3 separate regions of the Mus musculus genome follow, and all the other regions are linked to region 2. A link is a contact called in public Hi-C data. All regions are on one chromosome and are shown on one strand. The core of a region is the stretch at or near the end of the contact, and the rest is flanking DNA. Distances in the headings are between cores, read along the strand shown. Region 1 overlaps Auts2 (autism susceptibility candidate 2). Region 2 overlaps Auts2 (autism susceptibility candidate 2). Region 3 overlaps Auts2 (autism susceptibility candidate 2).

Region 1 (3,882 bases), core at 850-3,349, 150 kb before region 2:
AAGGCTCTTTCCCCAGCTGCTCTTGTCTCAACCACGAGGAAGGTGGACTTACAGCTCCAACGTGCTCCAGCTGTGCAAGCTTGAAAGCCCACACAGTACCAAAGACACACCACCACTATCACTGGCCTAGTCTTAATGAAGCGACAGGCAATTTCACTGTCGTTACCTCACCCCACCCGTGCCATGAAGCCCTGGGACAAGAGGCATTCCCAGATAGTCCTGCTGAAGAAGCAAGAAATAGAAGTCGAGGCAAGGGATGGCATGAACAGTAGAACAGAAAGTGCTCCTCATCATTATCAGTCAATTTGAAACCCAAAGATGGCCAAAACTCTGAGGGCTTCTCATGAGCTGGGCTAACAGGAGTCCCCAAACTGACACTCAAGATTACACCCTCCCCCACAATCACTGGAAGCAAATTATGTAATTATATTTTGAGTAGAGCTTTCTCTCCAGTTTTCTCCAATTCTATAGCTTCCCACAAGTAAAAAAAAAAAAAAAAAAAAAAAGCACCAACAACCCTTTAGAAGAGGAAAGTAAACACTATACTGCCAGAGAAGCAAATAACAACTCTCTAATTACCAGATTACTCCCCAACCAAGGTAAATACCTTCACTCTTTAGAGATCCGTAATCTGAAAGCTGGCCGTCCCTGAGCTATCCAACGCCTCCGACCGAACAGCCCAAGCCCCAGATTTTCAAGATGGAAACTCTAGGAGGGTAAAACGCACTCTTGAACGGCCCCTCCCCCTCTTCCAGGTTCATTCTCACCGAATTCTGGAAAACACCCATCCTACTTCATGCTACTACCTGAGAGCCCTGGGCATCTCTGGATTACCTGATAAGTTCATTTGGATTTTTTTTTTTATGAGGCTCAAATTAGCTGCAAATCAAAAGTCTAGCTTGTCCCAGCAGGGTACAGAGCCTTTACAGAGAATTCAGCTCTACTTCTGTTACTCCAGCAAGGTACCCATATTTATTTAAACCTACTGGTTACTTATCCATTAAATGGGTTTCTTAACCATCACATTGGTTATTTAATTCCTACCCCCATGGTTCCCCCTAGAAATAAAAAGTGCACTATAATTATATAAACTCTTAATTAAACTGAAGAATTCAGTTGCCATTACCCGTCAGTAATTCCACTCAATTAGGACAATAGACTTCCATTTATTACTGAACTCCTAATTGCTACTCATTTTCCTGGGTAGTAACTGCCAGTCCTATCAGACGATCCGCTTAAAGAAAATCCTGCTACAACATATATATTTCAATCCGGGATGGGGGTGGGGTGGGGAGGGGAGGTGAATCACATAGCCCTTACTAGTTAGGAGCTAGGTCCTCTTCTGCAGCCCCGAATGACTCCTAGGCTTAGAAATCCGAAGGCTGATGCCTCAGGCTGCCTGCGATCCACTGACTCCAGGAAGACTCAGCCACAAAGGCAGACCATTATCCAGGTAGGCGAGAGAATCCCAAAACCAACACGAAAGGAAAGAGAACTCAGAAACAATAGCACTTCATACAGTTCCTGAATTTCCAAAGACCAAATTCAAAGTCTCCAAGGAAGAGGCATTTCAGATCCGGAGATCCAAGGTAGATATTGGATTTGTCGCGGGAACCACTTGGGTCCTGGAACACTGAAGATAAGGGTTCGTAAGTGGCAGCGTAGGGGTACCTTCGCAGGGATCAGCCAGGCTTCACCTTCCTAGGCAGGTCCAGTGCGCTGAGGACGCAGAATCCTGCATTGGACTTGCACAAGTCCTGCCGTGGAACCGACTTTCAAATAGGTGTGCGGCGACTAGATGTGAGCCGGTGAGCGACCTACTCACAACTCCGGGACAGCAGGGGCTCCGGAGCGGCACGACCCTAGTCCGCAGACCAGCCAGGCTCTTGACGCGCCTCGACCCGCCTCCTCATGATCCTCTTTCCAATTAGCCCAGAAACCTGCAAACCGGCCGTCGACTAGCAAAGACACCCGCGGTGGGGAAACTTGACAATTTATTCCTGAGACCCGGGGGAGGTCACCCGCAGTGCACCAGCTGATTGGCTGCAGCGAAGGTTGCAGCGGTCGCAAAGCAAAGGCAGAGAGAGCGCGCACAGCTTCTGTTCCCGGTCGGCAATCCCAGTGGGCTAGGCAGGGGTATATAGGCAGCTCTGTAGCCAGCGGGGAGGGGGTGGCTTGGTGCACGTGACATGGAGGCTGTCCTAGGCACAACAGCCCTCAAACAGCAAACAGCTTCTCTATCCGGATTGGGTGGCTGCTTGGGTTTTTAGATGTCAAACTCTGAGCCCTCAATCCTGCTCTCTATCTCTCTCTCTCTCTCTCTCTCTCTCTCTCTCTCTCTCTCTCTCTCTCTCTCTCTTTCTCTCTCTCCCCTTTCTTAATTTCTTTTTCTTTTTTCCTGGTTTACTGACAGGGTCTCGGGTAGCTTAGGCTGGCCTCTAGCTTACTGTGTTGCCAATGCTAGCCTTGAATTCCTGATCCTCCTGCCTCCATCTCCAAAATGCTGTGACTATAAGCATGGACACCATGCCTACCTAGCTCAGAAGAGAACAAAGCTTTATCTCTGATTTTCTATCACAGAAAGGGAGACAGAAGATGAAATGGAGGAGACTAGAGATGAGTGGGAGGTGGGCTCAGGCCTGCCTTCCTTCTGCCTTCCCTCCCTTCTGTTTCTCCCTCATTTCTCATTTTGGGGGTAGGGTGGGTGGGCAGGGTGTCCTGTGCCCTACGCCATCTTGGAACTTTCGTGTAGCTAAAGATGACCTTGAGCCCTGGCTCTCCTGGGTGCCAGGAGTACAGAGTGTGCACCCTCACACCTGGTTTACGCAGAGCCGATAGGCAAACGTTCTATACCAACTGAACTACATCTCCAGAGGACCCCAGCTGCCCTTGGTGCTGCCTTCCCCCAAAGAGCATTTACAGCCTTGTCCCAGACGTATGGGATACGGAATGCACTCAATTACTGGTGTCTATTCCACAGTAAATCAGAGAGCCTTGTCTGCATTCTATACACTAAGAAACTAAGCTTGGGATACTTCTGTGACTTCCATTCCCTGAGCCAACAAATCAGAATGGACACACAGAGGCAAGCCTTTAATCACAGACTGCAGCCACATTTCAGTGTTCCTTGACCGAGGGTGTGTGTGGAGGATGGCTATTCCACACAGCATTATCTCTGTGCAGGGAACTCACAGCCAGGGGAGAATAGCAGAAGCCATGGAGGATGCTGCTTTCTGACCCATTCTCAGTCACTTGCTTAGGTAACAAGAGACTTACACAGCCCAGGACTACCTACCCAAGGAATGGTGCTGTCTCTAGGGAACTAGAGCCCTCTTACATCAATTAGCAAGAAGACAACCCCTCACACTTCAATCTGATTGGACATTCCTTCCTTCTCCGGTGTCAGGTTGACAGTTAAAAGCTAAGACAAAGGTACTATATTGCAAATGATACCAAGCCCCTAACAGTGGTGACAAAGTGGCTAGTCACACTTCTTGTAGTCTATCCACTCCATTTGGGAGATTCTTACTGCCTGGAGCTACATCAAGGTTAACGAGCTCATCCACCCCTGTCTCCCAGTGACTCAAGGTGTCTCCCTGTACCCTGAATGCACAGACAAGAGACTCCAGTCCTCTGGTGCTACCTGGATTTGGAATACGAATAGGCAGGGCTCAACACTAGGGGCACCGTGCTTGTCATCTTCCTGGACAGGCTGGTGAACTTGCTGATGACTGCTAGCACAAGACACTTTCTTCAAGCAAGGCCTCTGGATCAGCAGCACCCAGGAACTTTTATCAGCCATGACAAATACCGGGCCAGACCTCCTCCTACCGAATCAGAAGCGGTAGAGGTGAGACCCAGCCGTCAGTTCTCAGGAGGATG
Region 2 (4,211 bases), core at 1,414-3,913:
TAACATTGGAAGAATAATAAAATGTCATCTTAACCCAGACATAATATTGGAGGGGTAAGGAGAGGTTGATAGGCATTTTGGAAATTGAGACTCCAAAATGAGAAAGCTATTGAAACTCAGCCAACAGCTGTAGAAATTGTACCCCGAATGCTAGGAAATTTACAAATGGCTCAGAGATGTTTTTATGAGAAAATCAAACTGCAGAAGTGCAGAGGCAAGGGGAAGAGACTGCATATTTGTTGGAGCCCGGAAAGCAGACATTGGAATGGCTAGGGAAGACCCAGGTTGGAGCGCCAGACCATGGAACAGGGCTTCTACGCGCTCTCCTTATAAGAACGAAAACGCAACGCCAGCAAAATACTCAGTGCTTCATTTCTGCTCAGTGCTGAGTGAAGGAGCAGAGCCACAAGCACAAACCACAGTTCCCACTCTTTTGGGTGGTGGCTATTTGCTTTTGCTTCTGGGAGGGCTGGACAGTGATGATCCTTTTCCTGGCTGAAAAACTGTAAAACAGGAAAGCACATCTCAGTGGTCTCTCAATTGGGGTATGTCTTTGTGCTTTTGCGTGCGTATGTGTGTGCATTGAAGGGGTACGTGCACAGGTGTGTTTCCATGGTAACAGAAGCCAGAAGAGGATGTTGGGTATATTTCTCTATCACTCTCGGCCTTATTCCCTTGAAACAGGTTCTCTCACTGGACCTGGAGCTAGGTAGGTAGCTAGTAAGCTCTAGTGATCCTCTTGTCTACAGTCCTCCCACCTCCGTAGCACTGGAGTTATAAGAACATATGACCACACTGGTATTTCTATGTGGGTGCTGGGATCTGAGTACTCTTATCCACTGAGCCGTCTCTTCAGCCCTTGGATCAAGATGCAGCTGATTGACAAACCAAGGATGGAGACTGCACAAGCCATAATGAGGGCCTCCTCAGTTTCTAGAACATTGCTGAGGATGCACGGCCTTTAACAAGGGTAACACATGGCCTGGCAATCAAGCAGCAAGACTCTTCTGTTAGAAGCACAAAGCCACAATGCCTCGTCTCCAGTTTGACTTTTCAGCAGTTTCAAAGTCCTTCCTGAGCCAAGTGGAGAGTGCATGTGTGTGTGGTCTATGCTGGATTAGGAAAAGAAGCCATGGTTAGATCTCTTCCCTAATACATGAGTTGCATCATGACCAAGAACAACAATGAAAGAAAACCTTTTCTTTGAAGACAGTAGCCCAAGATGGTCTCCAGTTAACTATGTGGCTGAGGAAGGCCTTGAACTTCTGCTCTCTTGGCCCTACCTCCCAAGAGCTGTGTCTACATGCACCTTCCACTTTACCTGGCTTATGTGATGTGGAGGATGGAACCCGGGGTTTCCCAGCATGCTAAGTAAGAGCACTACCCACTAAGCTTTATTTCCTGACCCAGTTTCAGTGATAAAATATTACCCTGAGAGTTGGGAGGGCATGGGAGTTTGTAAGGGGGAAGCTGATATAATCTTTTTTATTATATTACTAATTAAAGATGTATTAAAAGTTGAAGATTAATAAACACATAAGTAAATATAGAGCAATAACAACAAGAAAATCCTGAAGGACACAGTTGAATGGGTAGGGAGGAAGGGTGCATTTGGGAGGAATTGAGGAAGTGAGTATGATCAATACAGATTCTATGAGGGCCTGAGTGTGGTGATGGACACCTTTAATCCCCACAATGGGAGGCACAAGCAAGCAGGAAGGCAGATCTCTGTGAGTTCAAGGCAAGTCTGCTTAACATAACTCTAAGACATCTAGAGCTACACCCTGAGACCTTGTCTCAAATACATGAAGAACAACAATCCATTGTACCAAATTCTCAAAGAACAAATAAAAAAAAAAGTGAGCAAAAATATTACCTCAGAAGCTTTGTGAATATTACCTCAGGTTAAAAAAGAAATACTATCCCTGGCCCCCTTAGGCCTGAAGAAAAGCTTTCCCCTGCAAATAGGAAAGGTTTGATACCTGGGAACAGCTGCCAATGGGGCAAATGGGTATCATCTATTACTTAATGGCTGCCTGCTCATTTTACAACGGCCCCACATTACTCTGATGTGTATGAATAATATGTTTAGATAAGGGGGTTGAAAGGATATGGTTTTAGAGACCTTTTAAAATCTAGTGCTTCTATCGAGACCTGAGTTCTGGGGTCCCTTGGGTCTTGTGCAGGACTCAAGGTCCTTGAGCTAGAGCACCGATTTCCTCTTGCCCAGTGTGAGTCTTGATCCAAGTAAACAAGTTCAGTTAACAGCTAGGGAGGGCAGGCACACACCCTGTACTCTACTCTTCCAAGAGCACGGTGGTACCATGTCACCCCATCTCCTACACCACAATACTAAGCATCACCCTGCATATAGAAATGACAAGGGACAGAGCCAGGAACGAGATTAGAGATTCCTTCTGATCCGCCATCCCTTGGCTCACACGGCCAAAGAGAAGTGGGTAGGTGGAGAGATTGTGAATTTAAATCTTGACATTAATTTCATAACCAAATGAGGGGTGTTACTTTACAGAGTGAGGGTGCTGCCAGTGTGAGAGAAAAGAAAATGCAGAGCACGGGTGCAGAAACACTATTGCTGCTACACTGTTCTCCTGACAGCGATGCTCCTCCAGCGTGGGATTGGTGTAATTGCTTAATTTGGGTGATAAGGGGGCCAAGTGCTGCCTCTTCCTTGTTCCTCATGACAAATGAAGAGACATCCCACATCCACGATGCTAGGTTCACCGCCTACTTAATTCACCGCCCCATTTCTCCCTTCCCAGGAGTCTTCCAGGTTCTCTGCTGCGAACACGAAATGCTGTTCCTCTGGCTGAGGATGCTTGCAGTGGGGGTCTCATCGGATCCATTCCACGGGCAAGTCTGTCTCCTGCATTTCAGAACGGGCTCTGCTTTCCCAGCCCTTTCCCAGATACTTTCACATTAATTAGTAAGGGTATCATTTTATAAATTATAGCTTCGTATCCGAAGAAAGCCGAGTTTATCTTAATTCAGTCAGCTGTGTGAAATACCGTACCCTAATTTTAGACTGCCGGTTCTGCGGATCCCCACGGAGTTAGAATGACAGGTCTTCCGGAGAGAATTCCCACCATGTCCCTCCTGCAAGTCTCACTTTTGGCTACAACAGCAGCCCCGGTGGGACTTGCTGAAGGGATCCCAGGATGCTGAGTGGCATCTACACCACCATTAGCAATTCATATTTGTATTCGAATCCTCCATGCGGTGCCAGCAAGCACCCTAGTGGGCTCAGGGGCTCCAGGGAAAGGCCCAGCCATGGAGCAGGCTGACAGGGCCCCTGCAAAGCTGGGAGGATGGTGTTCAGGTTGGTGATAAACACTACCCTGTCTCAGCTGGAAAAGGAGAAGGCTGGCAGACTTAACTACACGTGGGCCAGGCAGGCGCTGGTGCAATTAGAGGCTCCTGGGTCCCTGCTGGGAACCCCCTGGAGAAACACCCATGTTAGAGCAGGGATAGCAGAGAGGGCGTAGCTCCCAGTTTCAAAAGCCTTCATGATCTTCAAGATGCAAACAAATTACACCCCAGTGCTTAAGCAGGGGGTGTACCGTGCACAAAAAGACCGTGCCTCCTGCCCCCTGCCCACCGACTGATGTCTTACCCTTAGTCCTGCCTGTTTACTCTCCTCACACAGCCTGGGACTCAGTTGTTCATTTTTCTGGCTTTTTGCTGCTGCTCCCAATCACCTTGATCATCCCCTTCCAATATTTCTAATGACGACAACCATGCCATTCTAGAAACAACCAGAGCCTAAGGATCTAGATTAATGATGGTGGATGTCCTCAGAGACTCCAGGGCAAGGGACCTGGAATGGAGACCAGGTCTGGGGTAGTTCCTTGGAGATTCTGGGGTATAACCAAGGCCAAGAGCCTTGACTGAGATACTATGAAAAAAATAGCAATGAGGAATTTTTACCACCTTCTCCCACTACTGCAGGCAGCTGTGTCAATATGGAATCCACTTTACTTATTTATTTGAAATAGAGGCTCCCTATGTAGGACATGCTGGTGTGAAACTTGAAATTCTGCTGACCCAGTCTCCTAGATGTTGGCATGACAGGTCTATGCATTCAGGCTTTTGAAATAAAGATGCCTGGACTAGCGGGAGAGCTTGTTTGAAAGAGCTTTCTGTTCAAACATGACTTCAATGCCCAGAACCCACAGGCTTAGGATCCCAGTCCT
Region 3 (4,340 bases), core at 987-3,486, 230 kb before region 2:
GATTCCTGCAAGTTTTCCCTTCATCTCTTCATATACCCTCCACATACACACGTATTTTTAAAAAATCGTTTGTACATATCGCTGGGCGCCTTAATCGTGGGGACATTTTCATTTCGTTGCTTTTAGAAGAAAAAAGTGCATTTCTTTCTATAACTTGGTTCATTTCCCTAATTTTTTTTCTTTTTAAATTAGCAATGAGGACTGCAGGTGCGGTGGATCTAGTGGCAGACGCATGGATGCCTTCCCGCTTCTCTCCAGCAACCATTACCTTTAGCCGCACAGAATTTAATATCAGTTGCTATTTCATTTCCTCACCTCGATTGGCTTTGATGAGTTTTATATACACTTAGAAGCACAACCTAAAATTCCCAGACAAACATGCTCTTTGGGGCATTTTACGGCAGGGTGGGTACTATTTGCCTTTTATGTCAATACTTTTTATGGTCTAGAAGCTGTAGCTGGCGTAGAAGGAAAAGTTGGGTAAAGCAGTTTGGTTAAAACAAATAAAAATAAAGAAATAAAAAATTCCCGTGCGCACGGGTGGGTCCCAGATGTTTGAAGCTGTACCCGGAACCCCTTAAAACTCAATTCGCTAAGGTAGCTCTCCAAAACGGCACCCGCAGGAAGAAGGTGCAAAGACAATTCTCTTAGAAACTTAGGCGCGGGTGAGTTCCTGCACCAGCTAGCTCTCCTTTGCTTCCCCGGGCTCCGCGTGCGCACAAGCGGGAGGGCGGGGACCCGGAGCTCAGCCCAAGGACAGTGACCCGTCAGCAGGCAGCGCCGCTCCAAGGAGCCCTTCCTAGCCCGAGCCGGTGCGGGCATTCCCAGCCTAGGAGTCCAGCGGATCTCCCTTGGGAGCTATGGGTTCACTCCCGGAGGTGGGATCGCCTCTGTTGGCTAGGGCCTCCCCCGGCAGGCACTCACGGCTCACCGGCCGAGCCCAGCCAGCTCAGGGAGCTAGGAAAGTACAAAGGGGAGCGGGGGAGGGGTGGGGGAGGAAGGCCAGGCCCGCCAGACGCCAGCAGCCCGCCTCCGTTACCACCCTGGCCCGGCTGCGGCCGCAACAAAAGACCCCTCGACCCCTGCCTCCTCCCCCGAAACCGCGGACCGCAGGCGAGCCAGCCACCCCACCCCATCCCCCCAACGGTGGTGGTGGTGGGGCAACATTACCTGGTCGCCAGGGGTTCGGCGGTCTTGTCAACCCCAAGTTCATGGTTTGAGTCCTCCGTCAGGTTCTCTCCGGGTGGATCACCACACACCACCGGGAGAGAGCAACCAAAACCCAAGGCAGAGAAAACGCCCAACTCCAGCCGGCCCGGCTAGGTCCACAAGTCTGTGTGTTTTGCTAATTCCTCTCCAAAGTCTCAAAGCTGAGGCACGCGAACCAAATCCGAACCGGATCCTAAACGGCAGCAGAGCCAGCAGCAGCAGCACCCGGCTCCTCCACGGCAGCCAGGAGTCAACGCCGCGCGCGCACATCCAACGCAGCCAAGTCCCGGGCGGGTGGCGGGGAGATGGGGAGGGGGCCCGGCCCGCGCGCTCTCCTGGTTGCTCCTGCGGGGCGCGCGGGGAACCGGCTGGCTTAAACCAGAGGCTCAACTTGGTGCGCCCTGGGGACCTGGCAGGGCTGAAGAGCAGCGGCCCGGGAGCCGCTGCCGCGGCGCGCGGAGCTAAGAACGAGGCGGCTGCGGCGGCGACAGGACAAAGGAGACCATGTGCGGAGGGAGGGAGGAGGGAGAGGGAGGAGGAGGAGGAGGAGGAGGGCGTACGGCGGCAGAGGCGAAAGCAGCTCCCCGGCGGCCGCCTCGGGCTCCCCAACAGCGGGTGCCGCCGGTACGGCACCGCCGCGGGCTGATCTGATGGGTCCTGGGCCCGCTGCGGCGTGGCACCGACACGCTCCGGGAGTCGCAATCTGCCGCGGGTGTTGCCCGCCTGCGGTGTGGAAAGCTGTGGTTGAAGCTGCTACGGGGCGCGCAGGACTAGCTCCGCTCCGGCCTGCCTCTCCCGCCTGTTCCTGGCTCAAGTGAACTCCATCAGGCGGCCCGCCGCCAGCGCCACCGGCTACCCGGGGCTGGATTGAGGGAGAGAAGGGGGGTCCCTGGTAGTGACGCGAGGACACCCCTTTCTCCCACCCTTGCTCTCGCGCTCTGGACTTCGCTGCCCGGATTGTACCGAGCGCGCCTTACTCCTGGCGCTCGCGGCTCTCGGAGCGGGACTTCTCGGCGCGCCCAGCCGGAGCCGCCAGCCGGTGCCACCGCCCCTCCTCCGTCCCGCCCCACGTGCCCCGCCCCTCGCCGCCCCTCCTCTCCACCCTGGCGCCCGGTTGGCCCCGCGGGGGCGCAGTCCCTGGGTGCGACACTGACAGCTGTGGCTCCCACTACATCCCGCCTCCGGTTGCGGACCGGCCCCTGGTCCCCATGGCGCCTTTCCCTCTACGGGCAAGAACCGCGACGCTCCGGTCCTTTTTGCAGTTACAGCTTCCGAGATTTGCTCTAAACCAAGGAGAGGCTACTAGGCCCGTAGCCCGGGGTTGAATTGCCTCTAGGCCAATCTCATATGCAAAGAGTTGGTTCTGAGATGGGGGTGGAGGTCCAGATTCTGGGCACACAGTAGGTGCACAATATAACATAATCTTTGTACTGTCTGACATGGATGGGAGGTTGGGTTCCTAGTCTAGAAGAAAAAGATCTTGATCTAACCCTCATCCCACGAATCACGGTAGGTTTCATGAACTGCCTTCCCTCTGCACAGTTCCTCAAACTATCCGACTTGTGTATACATTCACACCAGCCAAGTGGTGACTGAGGCTTCCCCTTCTATGCAGCAAACATAAAGACAGGGAAAGCAAAGTCAAAGCTTCGCTCCATGGATGGTAACTTATCATCTATCACCAGGATGTCCCCTGGAGCCAGCTCAGCTAAGCTAAGCGCGTTGGGGCAGAGATGGATGGATGGATGGATGGATGGATGGATGGATGAAATCATTAATTCGGCCCTCAGTCATTTAAGTGACTGACCTTCTACCAGAACACACAGCCGCTCTTTCCTTTTTAATCAAGTGTAAGATTCTCTCTCCCTCCCTCCCCACCCCTCTGAGTGTGCTACTTGTGTTCCAGTGCTCCATAGGACAGATGCCCTGGAGCTGTGAGTGGCCTGATTTGGGTGCTAGGAACTTGACAAGAACAAGCACTCTTAACTACTGAGCCATCTCTCCACCGTCAACACTGAAATTCTATAATCCCAGTACTTGGACAAAAGATATTAAATTTCAGAATGGTCTAGGGCACATGGTAAAAACCTTAGTGAAATGAATCAATAAATGACCAATAGTAAATACATGTTTCACCTCTGTGAAGGTACTTCACCACCACTGATGTCATTGAACTCTTAATATAAATTAAAAAAACAATTTTTACCCCAAGGTGCCAGAAAGAAGGCTCAGCATTGTAAAGATTGTAAAGGCATTTGCCACCAAGCGTGACAACTAGAATTTCATACCTGGGACCCACACAGTGTATAAAGAGAACTGTCCTCTGACCTCCATAAGTATACATACAATAAATAAATAATAAATAAATAACTGCAATAAAAAAATTTTAATTTTTCAAAAAAGAAATGGGGGTGGGTACTTGGTGTATAGCAACTTTTTCTTTCTTTCTTTCTTTCTTTCTTTCTTTCTTTCTTTCTTTCTTTCTTTTTTTTTTTTTTTTTTTTTTGAGACAGGGTTTCTCTGTGTAGCCCTGGCTGTCCTGGAACTCACTTTGTAGACCAGGCTGGCCTCGAACTCAGAAATCCACCTGCCTCTGCCTCCTGAGCGCTGGGATTAAAGGTGTGCGCCACCATGCCTGGCACATAGCAACATATTATAATCCCTCTAATAAAACTAATTTTGGAAATCAAAGGTCTCTTTCAAGCGTTAGCCTTCTGGAAAATACAGCAAAATGACGTTTGGGGGAAATGGACTGGTTTAACTATCCACTTAGAGGAAAGGTAGTCTGTAGCCCCAGCAGGCCTGGAGTCTCTATGTAGCCAGGGTGACCTTGACCTCCAGATCTTGAACAGCTTTGAAATTCAGCAAAGCCCCAGTCTTCCTAATTGGACACTTCATTTTGTTTAGTTTTACTGCAACGGTATCTTACTACATAGCCCAGGCAGGTCTCTACTCCTCCTTTCTTCCCAGTGATGGGATTACGGACACGTACCACTACATCAGGCCCAATTCTGGAAGATTTCCAGTCCAAGGCTGGAAGACATCATGTCTTTTGTATTCCAGTAGCTTAATACACAAAATATTTCTGATTTCTTAACATCACTTTCAGACTCTGAGCTGGTTCTAAAGAC

Evidence for each region. Hi-C and Micro-C count contacts between places; a contact is called where the count stands out from the background.
Region 1: a Hi-C map of cortical neurons shows a contact between it and region 2, with 1.7 times the contacts expected there. The contact joins two enhancer-like sites. A contact is called at or near these places in 2 of 484 Hi-C or Micro-C datasets (cortical neurons and nephron progenitors), 2 of 115 datasets of contacts at active chromatin or transcription factors (embryonic basal ganglia and neural tube) and 1 of 9 other capture datasets (adipose tissue).
Region 3: a contact with region 2 is called in a Hi-C map of cerebral cortex, with 2.5 times the contacts expected there. The contact joins two enhancer-like sites. A contact is called at or near these places in 7 of 484 Hi-C or Micro-C datasets (cerebellum, cerebral cortex, embryonic stem cells and 2 more), 9 of 115 datasets of contacts at active chromatin or transcription factors (craniofacial prominence, embryonic basal ganglia, embryonic forebrain and 6 more) and 1 of 9 other capture datasets (pancreatic islet).

The regions. Positions count from the first base shown.
Region 1 is chr5:131,614,637-131,618,518 of GRCm38.p6, forward strand. The region is part of intron 5 of Auts2 (autism susceptibility candidate 2); the gene reads right to left. Among named protein-coding and RNA genes, the nearest start is that of Gm29681, 200 kb to the left of the region's middle. Within about 2 kb of position 2,100, at least 65 of the 459 cell types and tissues checked have an H3K27ac peak or open chromatin away from gene starts, as enhancers often do. A contact at or near this core is called in cortical neurons, where this site is marked.
Region 2 is chr5:131,764,713-131,768,923 of GRCm38.p6, forward strand. The region is part of intron 5 of Auts2 (autism susceptibility candidate 2); the gene reads right to left. Among named protein-coding and RNA genes, the nearest start is that of 4930563F08Rik, 110 kb to the right of the region's middle. Within about 2 kb of position 2,664, at least 14 of the 459 cell types and tissues checked have an H3K27ac peak or open chromatin away from gene starts, as enhancers often do. A contact at or near this core is called in cerebral cortex and cortical neurons, where this site is marked.
Region 3 is chr5:131,536,490-131,540,829 of GRCm38.p6, forward strand. The region is part of intron 5 of Auts2 (autism susceptibility candidate 2); the gene reads right to left. Among named protein-coding and RNA genes, the nearest start is that of Gm29681, 120 kb to the left of the region's middle. Within about 2 kb of position 2,237, at least 172 of the 459 cell types and tissues checked have an H3K27ac peak or open chromatin away from gene starts, as enhancers often do. A contact at or near this core is called in cerebral cortex, where this site is marked.